3 separate regions of the Mus musculus genome follow, and regions 1 and 3 are each linked to region 2. Evidence: chromatin contacts called from public ChIA-PET and HiChIP or PLAC-seq data. All regions are on one chromosome and are shown on one strand. Each heading gives the region's core, a stretch centred on a gene start, on an enhancer-like site or on the middle of the called end of the contact. The rest is flanking DNA. Distances are from core to core; before and after follow the strand shown. Region 1 has its middle 18 kb from the start of Mt4. Region 2 holds the start of Mt1 (metallothionein 1). Region 3 holds the start of Mt4 (metallothionein 4).

Region 1 (3,912 bases), core at 686-3,185, 60 kb after region 2:
TAAGGTTTTTATTTTTTATTTTTTATTTTGTTTTGTTTTTTGTTTTTTGAAACAGGGTTTCTCTGTAGACCTAGAAGGCCTTGAACTCAACTATTCACCTGCCTCTGCCTCCTGAGTGCTGGGATTAAAGGCATGTGCCCCCACACCCTGCTCTTTTTGTGGGACCCCTAACAATGGAAGTGGATCGGGTGTGTCTTTGACTCTTTTTTCCTGCTCCTAAGATTATTGTCCTCCTATTGTCCTTATCCATCCACAATATGAGGGGGCTTTTGTCTTGTCTTTTGTTTGTTTGTTTGTTTTTTGAGACAGGGTTTCTCTGTATAGCCCTGGCTGTCCTGGAACTCACTTTGCAGATCAGGCTGGCCTCAAACTCAGAAATCTGCCTGCCTCTGCCTCCCAAGTGCTGGGATTAAAGGCGTGTGCCACCACTGCCCGGCGCTTTTGTCTTGTCTTAATTATATCTTGTTTTGTGGTGTTTGGTTGATGTCTCCTGGAGGCCTGCTTCTTCCTGAAGGGAAAGAGGGTCAGGATGCATTGTATGAGAGAAGAATCTATTTTCAAATTTAAAAAGAAAGGAAGAAGGAAAGAAAGAAAGAAACTCCCCAGGCCAAAGATCTAAGCACATAGATGCTCAGAAGGCAGATTTCAAAGGGCTTTTCATTAAAGTTCTGCCATTCATATGCCTCGCCCGCCCGAAAGTCAGGGGCCTGGCCCAGAGGAGTTACAAGCTTGCTGCCCTATGCTATGGGGTCGCAGGGAACATGTTAGAACAGTTGTGTCCACAGCAGCCTGTGCTCTTTCTTGACCCAGATACTCAGTGGGCCCCTTTTGTTAGCGGTCCGCCTAGGCTCCGCCCCACAGTTACCTGGCAAGAGCCAGGTATGCCTGACTCACTGTGAAAGGGGCTGTTTGCCCCCTCCTCTCTCCCCCTCTCTCTCTCTCTCTCTTGCTCTTTTACTCTCTTACCCTCTCTGTCCCTTCTTTCCCCATTCCCCTCCCTGCTCTCTCTCCACGTGTTCCCGGTCTGGTCTGGTCTGTCTCTCTCTCTCTCTCTCTCTCTCTCTCTCTCTCTCTCTGTGTGTGTGTGTGTGTGTGTGTGTGTGTGTGTGTTAGTTTAGTCTTTTTTGCAGGGGGCAGGGTTTCATGGAGTCCAGGCTAGCCTCAAACTCACTATATAGCTGTGGCTATCCTTGAACTCCAAATCCTTTCCCTCCTACCTCCCAAATTTTGGGATTACATACATGCACCACCACACCCAATTATTTCCTTGGTGTTCTGTCCTTAGAGGAGAAGCCTGGCCAATCACTTCTAACTCTAGTCCCAACATCACACTTGCAAGTAAGTGATCAACTCCAGCAAAAGCGGGTCCTTTGCACGTACGTCTATATCTGGGACAAGAATATTAGTGTGAAGAGATCATCCACTCACTGCAGAGTGAGGGTTTAAATCCCTATTATGTAGGTCCAAAGCCTGGGCTCTGTGCTTGTTGAAAGTATGGTTAAGATACTGACTGACAGCGGGGCAGTGGTGGTGCATGCCTTTAATCCCAGCACTTGGGAGGAAAGGCAGGCAGATTTCTGAGTTTGAGGGCAGCCTGGTCTACAGAGTGAGTTCCAGGACAGCCAGGGCTACACAGAGAAACCTTGTCTCAAAAAACAACAAACAAAACAAAACAAAAGAATTATTATATGCATGTGGGTATTTTGCCTGAATGTTTATGTATCTGTCTTGAAAACAAAAAACAAAACACAAGATACTAACTGACAGCTAAGAGGCAACCTACCCTAGCCACATAGCAGGGAGGAAAAGATGTTCTGTGGAGCTTTCCTTGAGCATGCCAGAGGAGCAAAAGTAAAGTCCTATCTCTGCAGTACACATGGGTATCACAGCCAACTGGGTGGGAGGAGCTGAAGCTTGGCTGTGCACGTGGCTAGCCTACTGATGGGACCAGGGCGCCTGCAGCTCATTAACCAGGATTCTTAGGATGCCAGCATCCTGCGATGCTTTTCTCTTTCAGAGAAACACTGAAAAGGCTCCTGGAATGGATGTAGCACAAAAGGGCGTTTTAGGGCCTGTTGGTGAACGAACTGTTCTTTTCCTAACAAAAAGAGAAATGCAGAGCCTCCGGGAAGTTTTGTTTCTCTGATGTGGGCAGGCAGGCATGCTGCAGATTCTTAGGACCAGCATGGGATGGGACAGGCAGACAGGAGGAGGTACAGGGAGTCCTGGATGCAACAGCTGGGGTTAATGATCACCTTTGGCTGTATAGCTAGAAGAGCCAGAAGAGCTAAGCTGGGCCAAGGATGTAGCTCAAAGGTAGAGCACTTCCCTAAAATGTGGGGGTGGGGAGGGTCACTGAGTTCAGTCCACAACACTGAAAAATTAGAGTGGAAGCTTTGGGCATGATAAGACAAACAGTGATCTAGATGCAGCAGAGGTACAGGTCTCCAAAGGGCTCAGCTGGAGACAAGGGACTAAAGGGTTCCCCAGGGGGAAAGGTGAGTTTGTGTACTATCCAGAAAAATCACCGAGGAAAAAATAATGCAAATATCAGTTAGAACCAGAGAGATACTCATCTCCATTATGATAATAGAAATGCAAATTAAAGTGACATTCAGATAGAATTTCAATGGTCTGTATGCTAAGCAGAGATTCAAAAATTAAAGGCAGGCTCATGGGGAGTCTGTAGGGAAGTAGATGTGTCTAGACACAGGTTCCCCAAAACATGAACCATACCAGAACATTCACAAAGCAACTCTGCTTGTCGCAAGCTGCCTATGAGTTTATTTACACATCCTGTACAAGGAAATGGGTGCTGCCCAGTGCCATCTTGCTTTTAAGGGATTAGGAAAGGCCTAAATGACCATGACAATGGGAAATGGGTTCAATGAATTAAGTTGCTGCAATGGAATGTTAGTTCTTAAAAACACAAGGTTTATTATATGTCTGGAGATGGAAGGGTCTAGAAGGTGTAACATCAACTGGGGAAAGGCAAAGTATGCACAGGTGAGAATCGTCAGGAGCAAAAGTGAGGAGTGTCTGTGCTCTTGTAGAATTTACATTCAGAGGGAGGGCAGGATGAAGAAGTCAATCACTGAACTGACCGTATGGTTTGTGAGAAGGTGATATATGGTACAGAGTACAGAGACAAGGGCACTGAACTGACCGTATGGTTTGTGAGAAGGTGATATATGGTACAATGTACAGAGACAAGGGCGTAGAATAAGAAGAGGACTTAGCAGTTGGTGGAAAGGCACAATAGGGTGGTGAAGGCACTCCAGGGACTGGGGCAAGAGGACTGTCACAAGTTCAAGACCAGTTTGGAATGTTCAGAGAAGTCAAGGCAAGCCTGGGCTACACAGCAAGACCCTGTCCGAAACAAACAAAAGTGCTAGGGGTGGGGTTCGTGTGCTGTATACAGTGGAGTGGGCAGAGCAGACTCCAGAGAGAGGACACAAAACCCTCCCCAGCATTGAGGAGAAGACTGCAGTCAAAGGCAGTGCAAATAAGGCAGAAATGCGAAGAGCAGGAACAGGCAGGGGCAGCAGTGTCACTCAGGCTTGGGGCAACTTTTCACTGGCATAATGAATAAGGGCTGCAAGAAACCTGGTGGTGGGGAAACTGAAACCCAGAGAGTTGCCCAGGCACACAGAACAAGAAGGAAAGATGTGGGCTGGAGAGATGGCTCAGTGGTTAAGAGCACTGGCTGCTCTTCCACAGGTCCTGAGTTTAATTCCGAGCAACCACATGGTGACTCATGACCATCTGTAATGGGACCTGATGTCTTCTGGTGTACATGAAGACAGAGTACTCATATACATGAAATCAATCAATCAATCAATCAATCATCAATCAATCAATCAATCTTTTTTTTTAAAGATGCATTCCAGCATCCTCTGCTCACTAGAGTGA
Region 2 (3,882 bases), core at 894-3,393:
ACTTCTTGGCCCTGGCTTTCCCCTGAACTGGGGCATATAGTTTGCTAGACCAAGGGTCCTCTCTTCCCAGTGATGGCCAACTAGGCCATCTTCTGCTACATACGAAGCTAGATACACGAGTTCAGGGGGTACTGGTTAGTTCAGATTGCTGTTCCACCTATAGGGTTGCAGATCCCTTTAGCTCCTTGGGTACTTTCTCTAGCTCCTCCATTGGGGGCCCTGTGTTCCATCCAATAGCTGACTGTGAGCATCCACTTCTGTGTTTGCTGGGCACTGGCAAAGCCTCACAGGAGACAGCTTTATCAGGGTCCTTTCAGCAAAATCTTGATGGCATATGCAATAGTGTCTGCATTTGGTGGCTGAATAGGAGATGGCCTGGTGACACAGTCACTCCTGTAATCCCAGGTACTTGGGAAGCTGAGGCAGGAGAATCAAAAACTCAAGGTCAGACTGGACTGCAGAATGAGTTCTAGGACAAGGTAAGCAACTTGTGTCAAAACAGCCAAGAAAGCCCCTCTGGAATCTAGTTCAGTGTTAGTCCCTGCCTAGCATACGAGACACCCTATGTTAATTTTCATACCCACCTCCTTATACCCAACAATGTGAGAGGAAACCAGAATCCAAAGAGAATATAAATGATAAGATTTTCTGTGCTTCCAGGATGGGACATCAAGTCTTCCAGGACCACCCTCCCTCCCTCCCTTCCCCTAACACAAGACCTGACCAGGCACACAGCTGTTTTCCATGAGGAAGCTTATGGGATAGCTTGGCTTTACCCAAAGACATTACCCCTCTGTGAGGGCCAGAGGCGGGAGGTAAAGGCACGAGGGGGTCCAAAACCAGATCCCCAGACTATCAAGTCACCCCAGTTTCTTATTGCCAAACCACACCAAGAAAACCAGAGTTAGACTCAAACAGGCTTTTATTATTCACGTACTCGGTAGAAAACGGGGGTTTAGTAAACAGGGTGGAACTGTATAGGAAGACGCTGGGTTGGTCCGATACTATTTACACGTGGTGGCAGCGCTGTTCGTCACATCAGGCACAGCACGTGCACTTGTCCGCGGCGCCTTTGCAGACACAGCCCTGGGCACATTTGGAGCAGCCCACGGGACAGCAGGAGCAGCAGCCTAGAAAGGAGGAGGAAGAGGTCAGCCTGGCTGAAGACCTCTGCTTCCTGTCCCCAACAGAGAAGACCTCGGTTTTTTTAAATAGTTCTCTGTATAGTTCTGTCCCCGAGACAATACAATGGCCTCCGGGAAGCAAAGGACATTTCTCAGAGCCAGTTTTGTAGGAGTTCCCCGCCCCTAGCCTTAGCCGCCACCCAAGGTGTCCCAACTCACTCTTCTTGCAGGAGGTGCACTTGCAGTTCTTGCAGGCGCAGGAGCTGGTGCAAGTGCAGGAGCCGCCTGGGGAGGAGAAAGAAGACAGCATGAGGGAGGCAGCATTACAGCAGTGGCCAACACCACGAGTCCCGGCTCAGTTCACTAAGTCCTCCTCGGAGCTGCAGGGAGCCTAGCCCCACTTTTCTCCTCACAGGTTAAGTCAGGGATTATGTCTTTGAGTCCCAAGACATAAAGGTCCTTCACCTCTTTCTTAATTCAAGCAATTCACAGTAAGTTTAGTAATGCCTGGGACTCAACCCAGATGTCCCCACTAACTGGGTGATCAGGAACCGGACATTTGCGCGTCTAAATCCTAGCCCCAACCCCGCCAAAGGACCCGTTCGACAATACTCGTAACTAATGAAGGCTTTTGCAAGAGCGGATTCTAGAAAGAACCGGAATGAATCGCCAACTAAAGGTGCCTATTCCCGCCAAGCCTCTACAACTCGGGGATTCCGCTCTGCGGTCCCAACTTGGTATTCTAAAGACCAAGGATCGGGAGTCTTACCGGTGGAGCAGGAGCAGTTGGGGTCCATTCCGAGATCTGGTGAAGCTGGAGCTACGGAGTAAGTGAGGAGAAGGTACTCAGGACGTTGAAGTCGTGGTGACGCTTAGAGGACAGCCTGCCCTCTTTATAGTCGTTGGACGAGTCCGGGCGCAAAGGGTTTGCACCCAGCAGGCGGTTGCTCCAGCCCACGCATAGTCACGCGCCCCGCGTCCTTGGCAGAGCCGAGCGCACTTTTCGGGCGGAGTGCAGAGCTCCCTGGAGCGCCAGTGTGCACAGCGGGACCGCCCCTTTGGCACGACTGGCTCGGATAGGACGACCCATGTGACGTGTGGAACATCATGTCCCTATAGTGCTTTCCCCGATATTACGGCCTATCGCTGCTCTGGAGTTTACGAGAACTCACCCCGGAAAGCCAGCTATCTCCGTAAACCCATTCGCAGCGTGGTAACCTCAGCTTCTCCTTTCCTGGAGTTCCTGAGCAGCGACCAGCTCCGCCCAGGTCTCTCTCTGGATCGAAGCTAGGAGAAGAGGAGACAGTTTTATAAAGACTAGCCTTGATTATTTTAGCCAACAGAACTCATCTCAACATTATTCTCTACTCCTGAGGGGGCTCATCTAAGAATGTCCAGGGCTGAGGGGTCACTCACCTTAACCCATCTGCTCTACTCCAGGCTGGTTTTAAAAACCAAGGTACCCTCCCTCCAGAGAGATCATTTTAGGTGGGGACTGCATTAGATAAAAAAAATAAAGTCAGCTATTTCTTTCTTTCTTTTTTTTTTAATGCTTCTGATTTTGAGTAACATTAGAGTCTGCTGTCAGGCAGGCCTTGTGTCCTGGGCAAGAGAACAGCTACACTGTTGGCTCATGCATACCATCACTTCTGAGCTATACGACTTTGGGCAGGTTTTTGCTTAACTGTGGTAGAACCACCACCAGCAATATGTCTATTATGCCAGAACCAGGAGTTAAACCAATTTCTCATTTAATACCTATAGAGAGATGCAAATTCTATTTACACACAAGGACAGAGGATTCAGAGGTTCAGTGACTTGCCCAGGCCATATATCCAGTCAGTAGTACAACGGCTGTGAACCAGCACTGCCTGGCACTAACGCTCCTGTATTTGTCCCACGTTCTCTTGCTGTGATTCTGTACAAAGTTCATCTGTAGGCAGAGAAGGCACCAGGTGCTGGGCTATGACACTCCCCCCCCCCACACACACACTTCCCCCTCCTCTTCCCCCTCTCCCTCTTCCTCCTCTTCTTCCTCCTCTTCTCCGTTCTTCTCCCCTTCTTTCTCCTCTCTTCTTCCTTTTTCTCCTCCTCCCCCCTCCTCCTCTTCCTCCTCCTTCATGGTGGTTTAGATACAAGTGTCTTTCTATTATCAACCCACTGGTTTGGTAGTATAATATTACCCAGGGCGTTTCTCCTTCCTCCGGATATTTCCTCTTGGAGGAGACAACACAGCAATACCCTCTGCGTGGGAAGATCCAAAAAAAAACCTTCATTTGGAACTGAGTCTTTATCTATACAGTTAAATTCTTGCCTTAGGGTAGCTCTTTAATCTCAGCTCTTAGAAGTCAGAGGCAGATGATCTCTGCAAAATTCAAGGCCAGCCAGGGCCACACAAATGAGATCCTATTTCAAAAGTTAATAAGGAAGTGATTAAAGATTAAAAAAAAAAAAAAAAAACAAGCCGGGTGTTGGTGGCGCACGCCTTTGATCCCAGCACTCAGGAGGCAGAGGCAGGCGGATTTCTGAGTTCGAGGCCAGCCTGGTCAACAAAGTGAGTTCCAGGACAGCTAGGGCTATATAGAGAAACCCTGTCTCGAAAAACCAAAAACCAAAACCAAACAAACAAACAAAAAAACCAGAATTCTTGCTTGACTAATGTTGGTCAGTTCTCTCCAGATCTCATGAATTTACTGGTTTTAAGTAGCTAAGGACTGGGCTTGGAAAGAGCAGAGGATTTCAGCCTGGGCTAGAGACA
Region 3 (3,877 bases), core at 1,032-3,531, 42 kb after region 2:
CAACAAGACAAGACAAGACAAAGGTTCTTTGAGTGGGGATCCCAGAAAGCTCTAGCTGAGGACCATGATATGGGGCAAGGAAGGCAGCCTAAGAGCGTTAGCTGTGAGCTGCTGGAGCTCAGCGCCACTGTAGACTTCTGGAAGACTGTAGAAATGCTGGGTTTTGTTTGGTGTTGGTTAGGAAGTGTTCCCAGGGCCATAAACTCTCCTGTGCTTGGTGTTGGTTAGGAATTGTTCTCAAAGCCATGAACCCTCCTGTCCTCATGGCTGCCCTGTGTTTGTAAAGTGGGAGAAAGCCCCAGGCACAGTTGCAGCGCCTTAAAGTGAGCAGCAATGAGCAGCCACGTGTGAGTGGGGTTCCGGTGGGCTGCTAGAGGGTCTGCGATAGAGCCAGCCCTTCTTGGTTCTTCTTGGTTAGGGTTAGGGTTAAACAATACTCTGAGCCACCAGACAGCCATGAATGGAAACTTTATTACTCCAAGAACTTTACATGGACATCACCTGCCCCGCATGTGGGCACACATATAAAAAGTACAATTTATTATACAAATTAAATCCCTTGACTCAGGTACTGTGTAGTCACTTCCCAGGATCTCTCCCGCTGCCATAGGTGGGTTTCAGGGACAGCAGCTGCACTTGTCTGAACCCCCTTTGCAGATGCAGCCCCGGGCACACTTGGCACAGCCTGGGGGACAGCAGGGACAGCAGCCTGAAAAAATTAGGAGATGGACAGATGAGTCATGGCTCTTCACTTCCCGCCCTCCCCCCAACACCTTAGGGGAAGCAGCAGGAAACCCTGGGCCAGGAGACTGTGGGATATGAGAGCAAGAAGGGACCTCAGAGGTCCTCTAGGGTCCATTAGAGCTCTAGACAGAGGGTGGGCTTTTCAAAGGTCACAGCCATGACAGAAACAAGATTAGAAGCCAGGGTTCATTCCTCCAAACCAAGACTTTATCCTCCTCCTCACTGGGCTGGACAGAACCAATACCATGCTCCAAACACCATGGATGTCCTTAGAGCTGGGTGGGCTGCAGTCCTAAGGAGCTTTGTCCCATGTCTCCTTGGGTGTCATATCATATCCCCCCACCCCCACTGAGAAAAAGGATCCCTGCACTGCCCTCACGGGCACCATCGAGGGATGGGGCTATTCCCACTCGCATCTGGCAGTGTCCAGGTGACCATACTCACTTTTACGACAGGTTTTACAGCTGCAGGTTGTGCATTTGCAATTATCTCCGCAGATGCAGATCCCTCCTAGGAGCGAGGACAGAGATCAGGTGAGCATGGGGCTACGGCTACAGATGCTCCTTGGTGTGCGTGTGGGTGTGGGGGAGTGGCTAGACAAGAGGGTATTGCTGTTGCTGAGCATCACCCCAGGACTGTGGATAGGTCAGTGGTTCTAGTGACAAGTCATGGATGGGGACCGGGAGCAGGAAGGGCAGCATTGGCTCAAACCAGGTTTCCTGTGACAAAGACCCCAAGCCCCACTCTGGGTGGGTGAAAGAATCTGTCATTTAAAAACACAGGTGGTACAGATGTCCATTTAGCACTAACAGACAAGGCCAACCCCAGACAAGGACAACCATCAAGGGCATCATAGCCTCTTCTTGACAAGGCCAGATGGAAAACCTGAACGGAAAGCAGAAAGGAAAGCAGAGACCCCAGGGGCCTCTATACCTTGCTTTTATTTCATAAAAGGGACTCACACTTCTTTGTTTCTCTCAACTCATCCTGTCTGTCACATTCAGTTTGAGAACACTCAAATTTTCTGTATCTTTTCCAAATTTAGGGGACAGACCTCTACTGTTAAGGATGAAGGATACATTTGAAACTCTTAGGCGACAATTTTCAAGGCTGAGAACATACAGGGCTGTTTTGAACCCCGATTGATCTCCCACCTTCTGGGCAACATTCTTCCCAGCACCAAGCAACCCAGAATGGCTTTGAACACAGGGTCCTCCTCCTCCTGCTCAGCCTTCTGAGTGCTAGCATGTTCCACTACAACTGACTTTTACTGACTGGAGAGCACAGCTAAGCCTCTAAGCATCCACCCCACCCCACCAACCCCCGGCTTGCTAATTTTAACCTTTCCATAGGCTCCATAGTACAGGAGCCACCCAGAGTTGAATAACCCCGGTTTGCAAAGGAGGACACAGAGGTCTATAAAAGGGGGTAAAGTTATAAGATTCCCTAACAGGGCTTCCTTACTTACCAGACATACACGTGCATTCCCCAGGGTCCATGGTCCAGGTGTGTGAGCAGCTAAGAAAGGGAGGCTGAGGCAGCAGCTGCTGCAGGCACCCTCTTTATAGTTGTGTAGGTGTGGACTACAACTCACCCCACCTCTCCCTGGGGCCAGACGCCCTGCACACGGCCCAGTGAGACGCTCAGGGCTAGGGAGGGCAGGCAGCAGAGGGCAGAGGGCAGGTAGAGTTGTTTGGTCGTTTAGGAGGCTTTCACAAAGGGCTAAGCCTGCCCCACCTGCTTCCCTGCCATAGTGTTAAGGAAGCCAGGTGAGGTTCCCGTGGCACTCATGGAGGGCTCATAGCAGCACACATCCAGCTGCACAGGGTTAGCTGCCACTTCTATTCCTCCTTCCTGGGGCCACTCCTGCCTAGGCTCAGAGCTTCATTCTTTCCCATGGTTGTTGGTCTTTAAAGGCCTCATCATAGACAGTGGGAAAGCACAGGGAATGTGCCCACCTGGACTGGGAACCTTTCCTTCTAGACCACACATGGAGGGAAAGAAGAGAAGACTTGGTGGGGCTCCTTAACCAGCCCCAACTTCTATCCCATCCCCAGGCTTTGGTAAGGCAGCTACCTACCTTTCATAGCGTGCAAAGTGCCCAGTGGATGATGGAATGCCCCATGAAGAAATGTTGGAGCTGTAGTGATCTCTCTCTCTCTCTCCCCCCTTCCCTCTTCCTTCCTCCCTCCATCTCCCCTCCCTGTGTGTGTCCCTTGATAATATGTGTACACACATCTCATGTTACTTGCTCTGCTACGCGATGATTTATTCGTGTGCTAAAGCAGCTCTGCCCCTTCCCAGTCTTGCACGAGGGTTTGTGGATGCTGGATGTGCGAAGGAATGAATAGATGAATGAGTCAGATGACGTAACAGATGACTGAAGATGTGAACTGGAAAGTGAACAAAGGAAAGATGGACTCTGATGAAAAGTGGTTTTCCCATTCAGCCCATGTAATACTTCCTCCCTGTTCTCAGTTCATCTCCATCAGTCAGGACTCAGCCTGACCCCCCGATACCATGAACTTGAGCTGAGAATATCTAGTGAGGGGAAATGTACTGGCATCATAGTCATCAGGAGTCAATGTCAGAAGTAGAGATGACACCGTGCTGGTACAGAGATGGTCCCTGCAGACACCCACTCTTTTATTCTTTACTTTCCAAGGACCTGCACTGCGCTGTGCTAGATGCTGGGGACCCAGTGCTGATTAAAGCCAGAGCTTATGGTTGAGAGTCAGGAGTGCAGTCCAGCTCAGGAACTTCATGCTGGCTTGTGGGCTGTTCTCAGTCTTTCTGGGCCTGCAATGGGAGTTTATGCCAGCCCATCTGTGGCACAGTCAATGTTCCCTGCCTCTAGCAGGTATTAATACCAACAAGAGCCTGGCCCATGGAACAAGCCCAGAGAGGGCAAGGCATGTCCCTCTACTTGTCTAAGCCATCTCTCTTAGCTCGATGCCACCTGTGCCAGCAACGGTGCCAACATCCTCTTTGGATGATGTTGTGATGTTGCTCAAGGCCAATCAATCGACAATAGTAAATCCCAATGCCTTAATACTTCGATATTTCTTAATTCCTGGGCTGTGCAGGTTGAAACAGTGTAACACTTGCTGGTCTGGTCCAGGCTAAGTCACAT

The links. ChIA-PET counts read pairs in DNA pulled down with a chosen protein or histone mark. HiChIP or PLAC-seq counts read pairs in DNA pulled down with a chosen protein or histone mark.
Region 1: a contact with region 2 is called in an RNA polymerase II ChIA-PET map of neural stem cells, with 10 read pairs. The contact joins the enhancer-like site here to the promoter of Mt1 in region 2. A contact is called at or near these places in 18 of 39 promoter capture datasets (the 3T3-L1 cell line, 3T3-L1-derived adipocytes, the HPC-7 cell line and 12 more), 2 of 15 datasets of contacts at CTCF or cohesin (CD8 T cells and the NIH/3T3 cell line), 57 of 484 Hi-C or Micro-C datasets (the 3T3-L1 cell line, the C10 cell line, the C2C12 cell line and 37 more), 14 of 115 datasets of contacts at active chromatin or transcription factors (the 230-238 cell line, astrocytes, bone marrow-derived dendritic cells and 8 more) and 4 of 9 other capture datasets (adipose tissue, embryonic stem cells, liver and 1 more).
Region 3: an H3K27ac HiChIP or PLAC-seq map of embryonic stem cells shows a contact between it and region 2, with 8 read pairs. The contact joins the promoter of Mt4 here to the promoter of Mt1 in region 2. A contact is called at or near these places in 8 of 39 promoter capture datasets (the 3T3-L1 cell line, the HPC-7 cell line, HPC-7-derived erythroid cells and 4 more), 4 of 484 Hi-C or Micro-C datasets (the C2C12 cell line, the HL-1 cell line, embryonic stem cells and 1 more), 7 of 115 datasets of contacts at active chromatin or transcription factors (astrocytes, bone marrow-derived macrophages, embryonic fibroblasts and 3 more) and 3 of 9 other capture datasets (adipose tissue, liver and pancreatic islet).

The regions. Positions count from the first base shown.
Region 1 is chr8:94,117,269-94,121,180 of GRCm38.p6, reverse strand. No RefSeq gene overlaps it. Among named protein-coding and RNA genes, the nearest start is that of Mt4, 18 kb to the left of the region's middle. Within about 2 kb of position 1,935, at least 93 of the 459 cell types and tissues checked have an H3K27ac peak or open chromatin away from gene starts, as enhancers often do. A contact at or near this core is called in astrocytes, brain, cerebellum and 10 more, where this site is marked.
Region 2 is chr8:94,177,350-94,181,231 of GRCm38.p6, reverse strand. Mt1 (metallothionein 1) reads right to left here and starts at 2,143. Exons shown (of 3, transcript NM_013602.3): 1 at 1,894-2,143; 2 at 1,344-1,409; 3 at 905-1,130. The coding sequence starts at 1,921. The coding sequence ends at 1,039.
Region 3 is chr8:94,135,608-94,139,484 of GRCm38.p6, reverse strand. It overlaps Mt4 (metallothionein 4), which reads right to left and starts at 2,281. Exons shown (of 3, transcript NM_008631.3): 1 at 2,213-2,281; 2 at 1,189-1,254; 3 at 454-709. The coding sequence starts at 2,243. The coding sequence ends at 618.